2 separate regions of the Zea mays genome follow, and region 2 is linked to region 1. A link is a contact called in public Hi-C data. All regions are on one chromosome and are shown on one strand. The core of a region is the stretch at or near the end of the contact, and the rest is flanking DNA. Distances in the headings are between cores, read along the strand shown.

The links. Hi-C and Micro-C count contacts between places; a contact is called where the count stands out from the background.
Region 2: a Hi-C map of ear shows a contact between it and region 1, with 4 times the contacts expected there. The contact joins the promoter of LOC100274222 here to the promoter of LOC100283083 in region 1. A contact is called at or near these places in 7 of 25 Hi-C or Micro-C datasets (bundle sheath, ear, leaf and 2 more).

Annotation. Positions count from the first base shown.
Region 1 is chr9:33,998,793-34,003,440 of Zm-B73-REFERENCE-NAM-5.0, reverse strand. It overlaps LOC100283083 (zinc finger protein CONSTANS-LIKE 16), which reads right to left and starts at 2,534. Exons shown (of 2, transcript NM_001155985.2): 1 at 1,284-2,534; 2 at 572-1,161. The coding sequence starts at 2,390. The coding sequence ends at 898.
Region 2 is chr9:34,226,372-34,231,019 of Zm-B73-REFERENCE-NAM-5.0, reverse strand. It overlaps LOC100274222 (DNA repair protein RAD23), which reads right to left and starts at 2,681. Exons shown (of 12, transcript NM_001148593.1): 1 at 2,186-2,681; 2 at 1,584-1,745; 3 at 620-679. The coding sequence starts at 2,251.

The DNA of each region.
Region 1 (4,648 bases), core at 1,285-3,784:
CTTTATGCGAGTTCCCCAGCGGAGTCGCCAAAAAGTGTGTTGGCACTGATCTGGGCACCAATTATTGCGATGACTACCGGCGGCGGTGCTCTCTATTGAAGCGCGAACGGTCCGCAGCCGAGGGCCGGACGATCCATGACATGGCGCAGAGGCTAGGGTTTCTACTTGACGAGTCGAACCGTCCACGTCTGGTTGCCGGACGGTCCGCGCGTGCGCAGTTCGCCAACATATTTAAGGGTTTGTCTTAGGTCGGCAGGCCACCCAAAACGCCTCTAAGCGACATAGAGTCGAAGAGAGGTAAATATTAGAGAGAGGAAACTATGTTACTGTCTACTCCTAGTGCAAAATGTAAAGAACAAAAGATAATTTGATTGTTTAATTGATTGTTGGTTGTTTAATTGATCATACCCCTTCAACTATATAACGAGGAGTCTAGACTTATTCCTAGACGTCCTCCAACAGCTTCTGCGAGATTAGAGAGATAGACACGCGAGAAGATATGTACATATAGCCAAACGTCAGCGGGCTGGACCATCCGGTGCCACCTACAAATAGTGATCAATAGTTCGGAACCAATATTCCCTCCGCGCTCTATTATAAAGAAAATTACTCGACCATCGTCACAAGCAAATAAAGCAAGTGCCACTCTAAGGCAGCAGCTTATAAAATGTTTAAATTGTCGAACGGATCCGATGAAAGAATAGTCATTTTTATTTTATTTGAGTTGAATTGAATTAGCTAAAGAGCAACTTCGACGAGTTGTTTGTTCTTGTCATGGTTTCATGACGACGGACGAGACTCGAGAGGCGCCGGAGCCGACGGCGCGCTGTCGCACCTCCAGTATATATATATATGCAGCCACGCAGGCACAACCAAGCATGCAGAATGCCGGCGGCACTAAGCGAGGCCAGCGATGGTGAGACTGCCACCGGCGGTGGCGCGCTTGACGAAGCGGCCCTTCATCCGTGGCCGCTTCTCGGCGTTGAGCTTGCGCACCTCGTACCGGATCTTCTTGGAGAAGAGCCGCGTCCTGCGCTTCTCCCGGTACCGCGACACTCGGGCCTCCCGGCCAACGTCGTCCATGCCCTGCCCCAGCCTCGGCGTGCCCAGCAAGTCCTCACCGCCGTGGCCGACCATTCCTCGTCCCACAACCCACATGTTCTGTATTTAGAACAAGAATTGAATTCGACGTTAACACAATCACTCCGATCGAGCGAAGCCGTGCATGCACTCAAAAAGTCAGGGATCTCGATGATGTGGCGGGGCCCGGGAATTGAACGTACCGTGCAGTCGTGGGGCCAGCTGTCGTCGAGCTTGACATGTGGTCGTTCGGCGCCGCCGGTCCACGGCGAGCTCCCCCAGCTCTGGATGATGGCCTCGTAGTTGAGGGTGAGCGAGAGGCTCGTCTGCAAGAACTGGCCGTCGGTTCCCGTGTGGCTGCTGCTCGCGGCATTCTCGGTCGTCGTCGTGTCCTGAGGCGAGCCGTAGTTGAAGTCGATGTCCAGCATCTCGTCAGATGCATCTGGGTCCAGCAGCTCGAGGGCGCACGCCAGCGTGCCACTGGCTTCGCAGGCACTGCCGGCGTCAGTCTCCACCTTGACTCGCGACGCGTCTTCACCCACTTCCACCGGTTCCAGGAGGCCCAGCGTCTCCATGCAGAACGACGAGCTCTCCTCGTTGCCGTCGTCCAGGCCGTACCCGAGCAAGGCCTCCATGTCCGCGGCGAACTCCCTGAGCTCGGCGTCGGTCGGCCCGAAGTTGGCATGACCTCCGTCGGGGAAAAACTGCACCAGCGGCGCCGCTGCAGGTGTCTCTCGATCTGTCTTCGCCGGGTCCTCGACGGCGCCGTCTTCGTTGCAGGACGACGCGAGAGCGGCCGCGTCCTCAAGAGGCTGGGGCGAGCAGAACTCTGCCAGGGCAGGGTCAAAGACAGGCACGCGGTAAAGCACCTCCTCCTCCGGCTCCTCGGCCTCGAACTCCCCCTCGTCGTTCCGACCATCTGGCGAGTCCCCGCCCGCCGCATGGGGCACAACGAGGCGCCGCGACAACGTCCGCACATCGCTTTTGGCGCGCCCACCGCGCGGGGTGCGCGCCTTGCGCTTGAACCACGCCGGCACCACCTCGTCGTGGCTCTCGCGATTCGCTGACGCCGGCGTGGGAGGCGGCGGCGTCTGCAGCGGAGACGTGGGGCGCAGACGCAGCCTCTCGTGACGCCGCGCGAGCGAGTTCGCGGAGTGCACCGACGTGTCGCAGACTTGGCACAGGAACGCGTCGTCCGCTGCGCAGTACCACCTGGCCCGCCGGCGCAGGCACGCGTCACAGGCGCGCGCCTCCTTGCCACCCACCGCCGCCGCCTTCGCCGAGCTGCCGGTCGTGGTCGTGGCAATCATTTCCCTTCAAAGCGGTGTGCCGGCGTGCTACTCAGTGATGGCTTCTTCTACGCTGAATGTAGTAGGATGGGACCTATAGTATCCACATGTGCCGACGTACACTCTGAGTTTTTGTATGTACTGTAGATGTTAGGGAAAAAATGTGCTGAAAATATCGCGGTGCTCGGTTTTATAGAACCGAAGGAGAAGATGGGCCCATCTTGCGCGCTTTCTGGGCCCCGCCGGCTGCACTTTGCTTGCACTTTTGGTGTCGCGCAAGGGCACCACTACCTGCGGGTCTTATCTGCAACGTGATTGGTCGAAGGGTAGCGCAGGATGCGGGGCAGGCGCTTGTGATTGGCTCCGACGGGATTTCCAGTGGGGCCACCACCTTCAGCTACGCACGGCCTACAGGCTAGAGCCCTTTCCACATCGCTCTCACGGTTGCTGGCAGTGGCAGGGGACCGCTAGGGCAAGGCGAGAAAAGTCTTTCTTGGTCTTCGTAGCTCAAGTTATCACTAGGTTATTACTATATGCTAGCTCTGGCTAAGGCTACCATGCATTATGCGGAAGGGAGGTGTCGACCGTAACCATGACAACGTGAAAGAAAACGTTGACGGTGGATAAGGAATAGGATGATGTATTACTGGAATTCGGCTCTTTGCCAGATGCCACATTCGGTAAAGTTCCACTCTCGATAACGACTACGTTTACCGAGAGCAGGACTCTCGGCACAGGAAGACACTCAGCAAAGACAGCTTTGCTGAGTGCTAAACACTTGATAAAAGTCAACGCTCGGTAAAGGGACGTTAGCAGTCGTCTATAGCTGACGGTCGTTACCTTTGGCACTCAGCAAAGAAGCTACTTTGCCGAGTGTCATTATTGGACACTCGGCAAAGTATATTTTTATTTTTTTCTTTTCCCAACCAAAATTTTTGTGGTATGTTTCTACACTATGTAGACCTATATGTTCCATTTTTGCACAATTATAAAAGTGTTTGCTATAGCTATTAGATTTAGTTCGTTTAATTGAATTTCTTCGAAAAATTTAGATTTGAATTGCAAGTCACTCGAAACATGAAAAATCGTGCATGCAAAAATGATATTCATGTTATTTAGCACAAGTTACGATCGATTTCAGGAACATACTAGAATCTTCGATCACTATGCTCACTAAACATGACGGTGAACTTGTCATCCAATTGTTTAAAAACTGTATAAAACACAAACAAAGTTAGAAAATCATGAAGCTTGTCCACATGTCATGATATCATATGTAGATAGGCTGTGATAAAAATTTGAGAATATTTCAAGAAAGTTGTGACGCACTATGTGTAGAAACCTAGCCGGTCCACATTGAAACTCTATGATTTCATGTTACGCTAGTTAGGTTTCTACACATAGTGCGTTACAACTTTCTAGAAATATTCTCAAATTTTTATCACAACCTCTACATATGATATTATGACATGTGGACAAGTTTCATGATTTTTTGACTTTGTTTGTGTTTATTCAATGTTTAAACAACTTGATGACAAGTTCACGGTCATGTTTCATGAGCATGGTGCTCGAAAATTCCGGTCTACTCCTGAAATCGGTCATAACTTGTGTTAAATAACATGAATATCATTTTTGCATTAACGGTTTCCATTTTTTGAGTGACTTGCAGTTCAAATATGAATTATCAGATGAAAATCAATTAAACGAACAAAATCTAATAGCTATAGCAAACCATTTTATAATTGTGCCAAAAATGAAACATATAAGTCTACACAATGTAGGAACAAATCACAAAAGTTTGGTTGGAAAAAATGTAAATAACCTTTGCCGAGTGTCCACGTAAGTCACTCGGCAAAGTATGGTTTGCCGAGTGTCGTCCGGCCCGACACTCGGCAAAAATTTTTAAAAAATATTAAAATAATCTGTGTCGAGTGCTTGTCAGTGGGAACTTGGCACAACGCTCTTTGCCGAGTGCGTGTGATCTGGCATTCGACAAAGAATTTTTTAATATTAAAAAAAATCTTTGCCGAATGCCCGATTGCGGGCACTCGACAAAGAATGTTTTAATAGCTGTTACGGCGCCCACACTCACTCACTCTCGCTCGCCGTCGCGTCGTCGGCCGCACCTACCGCCGTCGCGCCGCCGCCATCGCTGGCCCGACACTGTCCCATCTTCTACCCCGGTCCCTCTTCGATGAATTTAGTGAGTATAATAAGTTTAATTAGTTTAGTATGTGTTTATTGAGTTTATAGTATATGTGTTTAGTGAATTTAGTGAC
Region 2 (4,648 bases), core at 1,432-3,931, 230 kb before region 1:
GTTAAATGGCATATCAAAATATCAGAAAACAGTTGGTAATAATAATGCCAAAACAAAAATACAAGATATTATTTCATCATGAGTAATTGAGTTTCATGCACCATATACTTGTTATTTTGTATGTACAAACAGCGTAAATTGATTATGATGAGACAAGTACCAAAAAGGGATTAAATTTGATCATTGCTCCCACTTTTTTGCCTTCATGTACATTAGGTGATTGAAATCATAAAAAAAAGGGGGCAAACCAATGCCGGAGGCTCCCACATGAGTGGGGTCTAGGAAAGGGATAAACCGAGGCAAGCTTTCCCCCTGCAAATGCGGAGAGGCTGCTTTGAACCCTCGACCTGGTGACTCATTGAGACAGCGACAGCTATCAACACTGCACCAGGCCTGTCATTCTAAATCTGCTAATTCATATCCCAAAGTACACCAATAAACATGGATGAGTCCTATGACACATGTGAACACTAATGACATGCCAATTCATATCCCACACAAGACAGACAAGATTTGGAATGCAATTCATTTTTACAACACAAGTACTTCTACATTGCAACCCCGAAGAAGAACACTAGCGAAATACGAAAATAACTACATCAACTATGCCAAAACTAACCAGAGTTGCAGGAGCTTTTGCAGTAGTAGCGGTAGAAGCTCCACTCGATGATGCCTTAGCCTAGCAAAAAATCATGTCATGCATGTCAGATTAGATAGAACATAAAGATTAGAAGCTAATAGCAGCTTAACCAAATAAATCAGTGTCAACTGTAGCTGAAGTTAAAAATTGGAAAATATATAACGGGTCATGGAAGCTGTTAAAAGACATCTTCACACGAAATCGACATAACTCTGAACGTTGTATTTTCGTTTTTGTGAAGTAATTAAATTTAGGTCAGTCACAAAGAGGGGAAAACCCCACAAAACCCAATACGAAGCATTCAATATCTTATGTTGTCATTATCACCTTGAAAGCAATCAATTCATCGACCAAGCAAGTAAAGGTTGAGTTTTATTTAAAATGCACTAAGCAGTTGACAATGTAGCCATTGTATTTCACAAAAGAGCAGTAAAAATGGAGAGTAAATACGAAGAAACTGGAAAAGAAAAGAGATGAAATAATTCAAATCCAAATCTGTGTTATGTTGAATCTGAGACTTCCATTCTGGAAGACTAATCACTTGGTCATACAGAGTTGAGGAAATCAAATAACAATTTGCAAGATATTCAAAGAAATAATTTACAATTTACATGGAAATCATCAAAGAAATCAGTCACAATGCCAATTCTCAGGCAAATGACTGCACCATCCAGAGCACTAGCAGAAGTAACAAGACAACTATCTACTGTAGATAACTTATGAGCATCATAATTCATAAGGCAAACTACTAATATTTTACTAGCAATCCATACATGTAACAATAACAGCTGAAGTAAAGTAAGATATGAAAGTGAAATTAATGCAACCAACCCAAAACACTCAAAATATGGCACGACTTGCAGGCAAACCAATCACAGTTTCCAGTTAAGAACCAGATTATTGAACACATCACTGATGGGATAAGACAGAGAGCACCAAATACCTTGGACAACATTATAACAAGGAAGCTGTTCTCAGCAACTCCGTTGCTTTCCAAAGTGGTTTCATCCTTGAGAATTTTCCCTTGGTATATGAGCATTTGCTGGTCCGCCCGGTAGGTACTCTGACCTTGAGTGGTCTCAATGATCCTCTTCACATCAGCAACCTGAAAATTACAAGCAGTGAGTAGGCTGCACGACTAGAGACGTTGCCGAGCAACATAAATAGAACACCACGACATGCTGAATCATCCGTCTGTACAGCAACCGCGCCGCATTACTGTGATAATTACGACGAACACACGCAACCACAAACCCCAAACTCCAACCAACGACAAACCCTAGACTATGTCCCGTGTGAGAAACTGAAGTTCAAAATGCAGAAAACCAGAGAGCAACGGGCTCCCACCATCCGCCGGCTGGACGCCCCCAAAATAAAAACCCTAGATTCATATCAAAGCCCCCTGCGCTACCAGCGGCCGGCAGCGCAATCGCTGCACCAGATAACCGCGAAATCGTACCGAGCCGCACCCGAATCCAGGGAAACGGTCAAAAATTGCACGGAATCGATCGGATTGAAGTGAGAAGGACGGGAAGGGGGCCGTACCGATGCATCGGGGCTCGCCTCGATCTCGAAGTTGGTGCCCTTGAGGGTCTTGACGTTAAGCTTCATCTCGCCCGACGCCGCCTCGGTCCTTGAACTCTCCCTCCTCACGCTGCCTGACTGAGGTTCGAGTTGGGGACTGGCGAGGGTTTCGTCGCCTCGCCTTGGGGGTTCGACCTCGCGAGGGCGCACGGGGAAGAGTAATTATAGGCGAAAAAAAATCCGGAGGCTACAAAAGAGAAATCAGCGCCTGGCGGCTGGCTCTCAGGGTCGACCTAGATATTCTCGCTGTCCCGTGGGACCGTGCCTGATTGATCCTGGCGTCAGTGAAAGGGGCGGGTGATTGGATCGGAAGGCGTGGAGAGTGGTGGCGAGGTTGTGGGTGGATCTAGCTGCACTGTCACGCACACGCGGGTGTTTTGAGGCGGTTGCGCTGTGCGCTGGCCGCTGGCTGAGGGGATAGATGTAAACGGAAGTGTGCCCGGTTGGGAAAAAAAAGTTGCCCACACCAATACACGGTTAGGCTGGCTCGACCGACTTTGAGCTGTTTTGTTAAGCTAATATTAGCCAGATGAGCGTACATTGCTACGGTTTCTATATATATATGTCGATGTTTCGACCCCGGGGTTCCTGTACGAAACACGAAGGGAGGCAAAAAGGGGAGACAGGCAAAAGGGGAAACTCGCGGCCTTCGTGTTGCCCTGCGCCTAGGTCGGGTATGCTTGCAGTAGGGGGTTACAAGCGTCCGCGTGGGAGAGAGCGAGAGACTTTACGCGTCGTCCCGTTCCCCCGCGCGGCCAACCTTCTTGTAAGAGAGCCCTGGACCTTCCTTTTATAGGCGTAAGGAGAGGGTCAAGATGTACAATGGGGGTGTAGCAGTGTGCTAACGTGTCTAGCAGAGAGGAGCTAGTGCCCTAAATACATGTCGTCGTGGCAGCCGGAGAGGTCTTGGCACCCTGTTCATGTGATGTCGTGGTCGTCGAAGGAGCGCTGGAGCCTTGCGGAAGGACAGTTGTCGGGGCTGTCGAGTCCTTGCTGACGTCTCCTTGCTTCCGTAAGGGGCTGAGAGCCGCCGTCGTCACGGAGCACGCGGGGCGCCATCATTATTTGTTTACCGGGGCGAGCCAGGTGGGACGTCGGTCTTGTTCCCCGTAGCCTGAGCTAGCTAGGGGTAGGGTAATGATGGCCCCCCTGTGACGTGGTCGGTCCGAGCCCTGGGCGAGGCGGAGGCTCCTCCGAGGTCGAGTCTGTCTTCCGAGGTCGAGGTCGAGTCCGAGCCCCGGGTCGGGCGAGGCGGAGACCATCGTCTGAGGCCGAGGCCGAGTCCGAGCCCTGGGGTCGGCGAGGCGGAGTTCGTCGTCTTCCGGGGCCGAGTCCGAGCCCTGGGGTCGGGCGAGGCGGAGTTCGTCGTCTTCCGGGGCCGAGGCCGAGTCCGAGCCCTGGGGTCGGGCGAGGCGGAGTTCGTCGTCTTTCGGGGCCGAGGCCGAGTCAGAGCCCTGGGGTCGGGCGAGGCGGAGCTTCCTATGGCGCCCGAGGTCGGACTTGGCTGCTGTCCGCCTCACTCTGTCGAGTGGCACAGCAGTCGGAGCGGCGCAGGCGGCGCTGTCTTCTTGTCAGGCCGGTCAGTGGAGCGGCGAAGTGACTGCGGTCACTTCGGCTCTGTCGACTGAAAGGTGCGCGTCAGGATAAGGTGTCAGGCCATCCTTGCATTAAATGCTCCTGCGATACGGTCGGTCGGTGTGGCGATCCGGCCAAGGTTGCTTCTCGGCGAAGACTGGGCCTCGGGCGAACCGAAGGTGTGTCCGTTGCTTGAGGGGGTCCTCGGGCGAGACGTGGATCCTCCGGGGTCGGTTGCCCTTGCCCGAGGCTGGGCTTGGGCGAGGCGAGATCGTGTCCCTTGAGTGGACCGAGCCTTGACTTAATCGCACCCATCAGGCCTTTGCAGCTTTGTGCTGATGGGGGTTACTAGCTGAGATTAGGAGTCTTGGGGTACCCCTAATTATGGTCCCCGACAGTAGCCCCCGAGCCTCGAAGGGAGTGTTAATACTCGCTTGGAGGCTTTTGTCACACTTTTTTGCAAGGGGACCGACCTTTCTCGGTTGCGTTTTCGTTCCGGTGGGCGCGCGCACCGGGTGTAGCCCCCCGAGGCCTCGGAGGAGTGGTTTGACTCCTTCGAGGTCTTAATGCGTTTCGTGATGCTTTGGCCGGTCTGGTTGTTCCCTCATGCGAACTGGCCGTAGCCCGGGTGCACAGTCGAGTCCCAAGTTCTCGGGCTGGTATGTTGACGCTGTCAACGGTTTGGCCGGAGCCGGGTTTGTGAGAGCAGCCCCCGAGCTTCCGCATAGAGCGAGAGGACGGTCAAGGACAGACTCTACTTTTTTACATACGCCCCTGCATCGCCTTTCCGCAAGGAGGAGGGGGGAAAGCGCCATGTTGCCCTCGGAGGGCGCCGGACGTGGTGTCTCC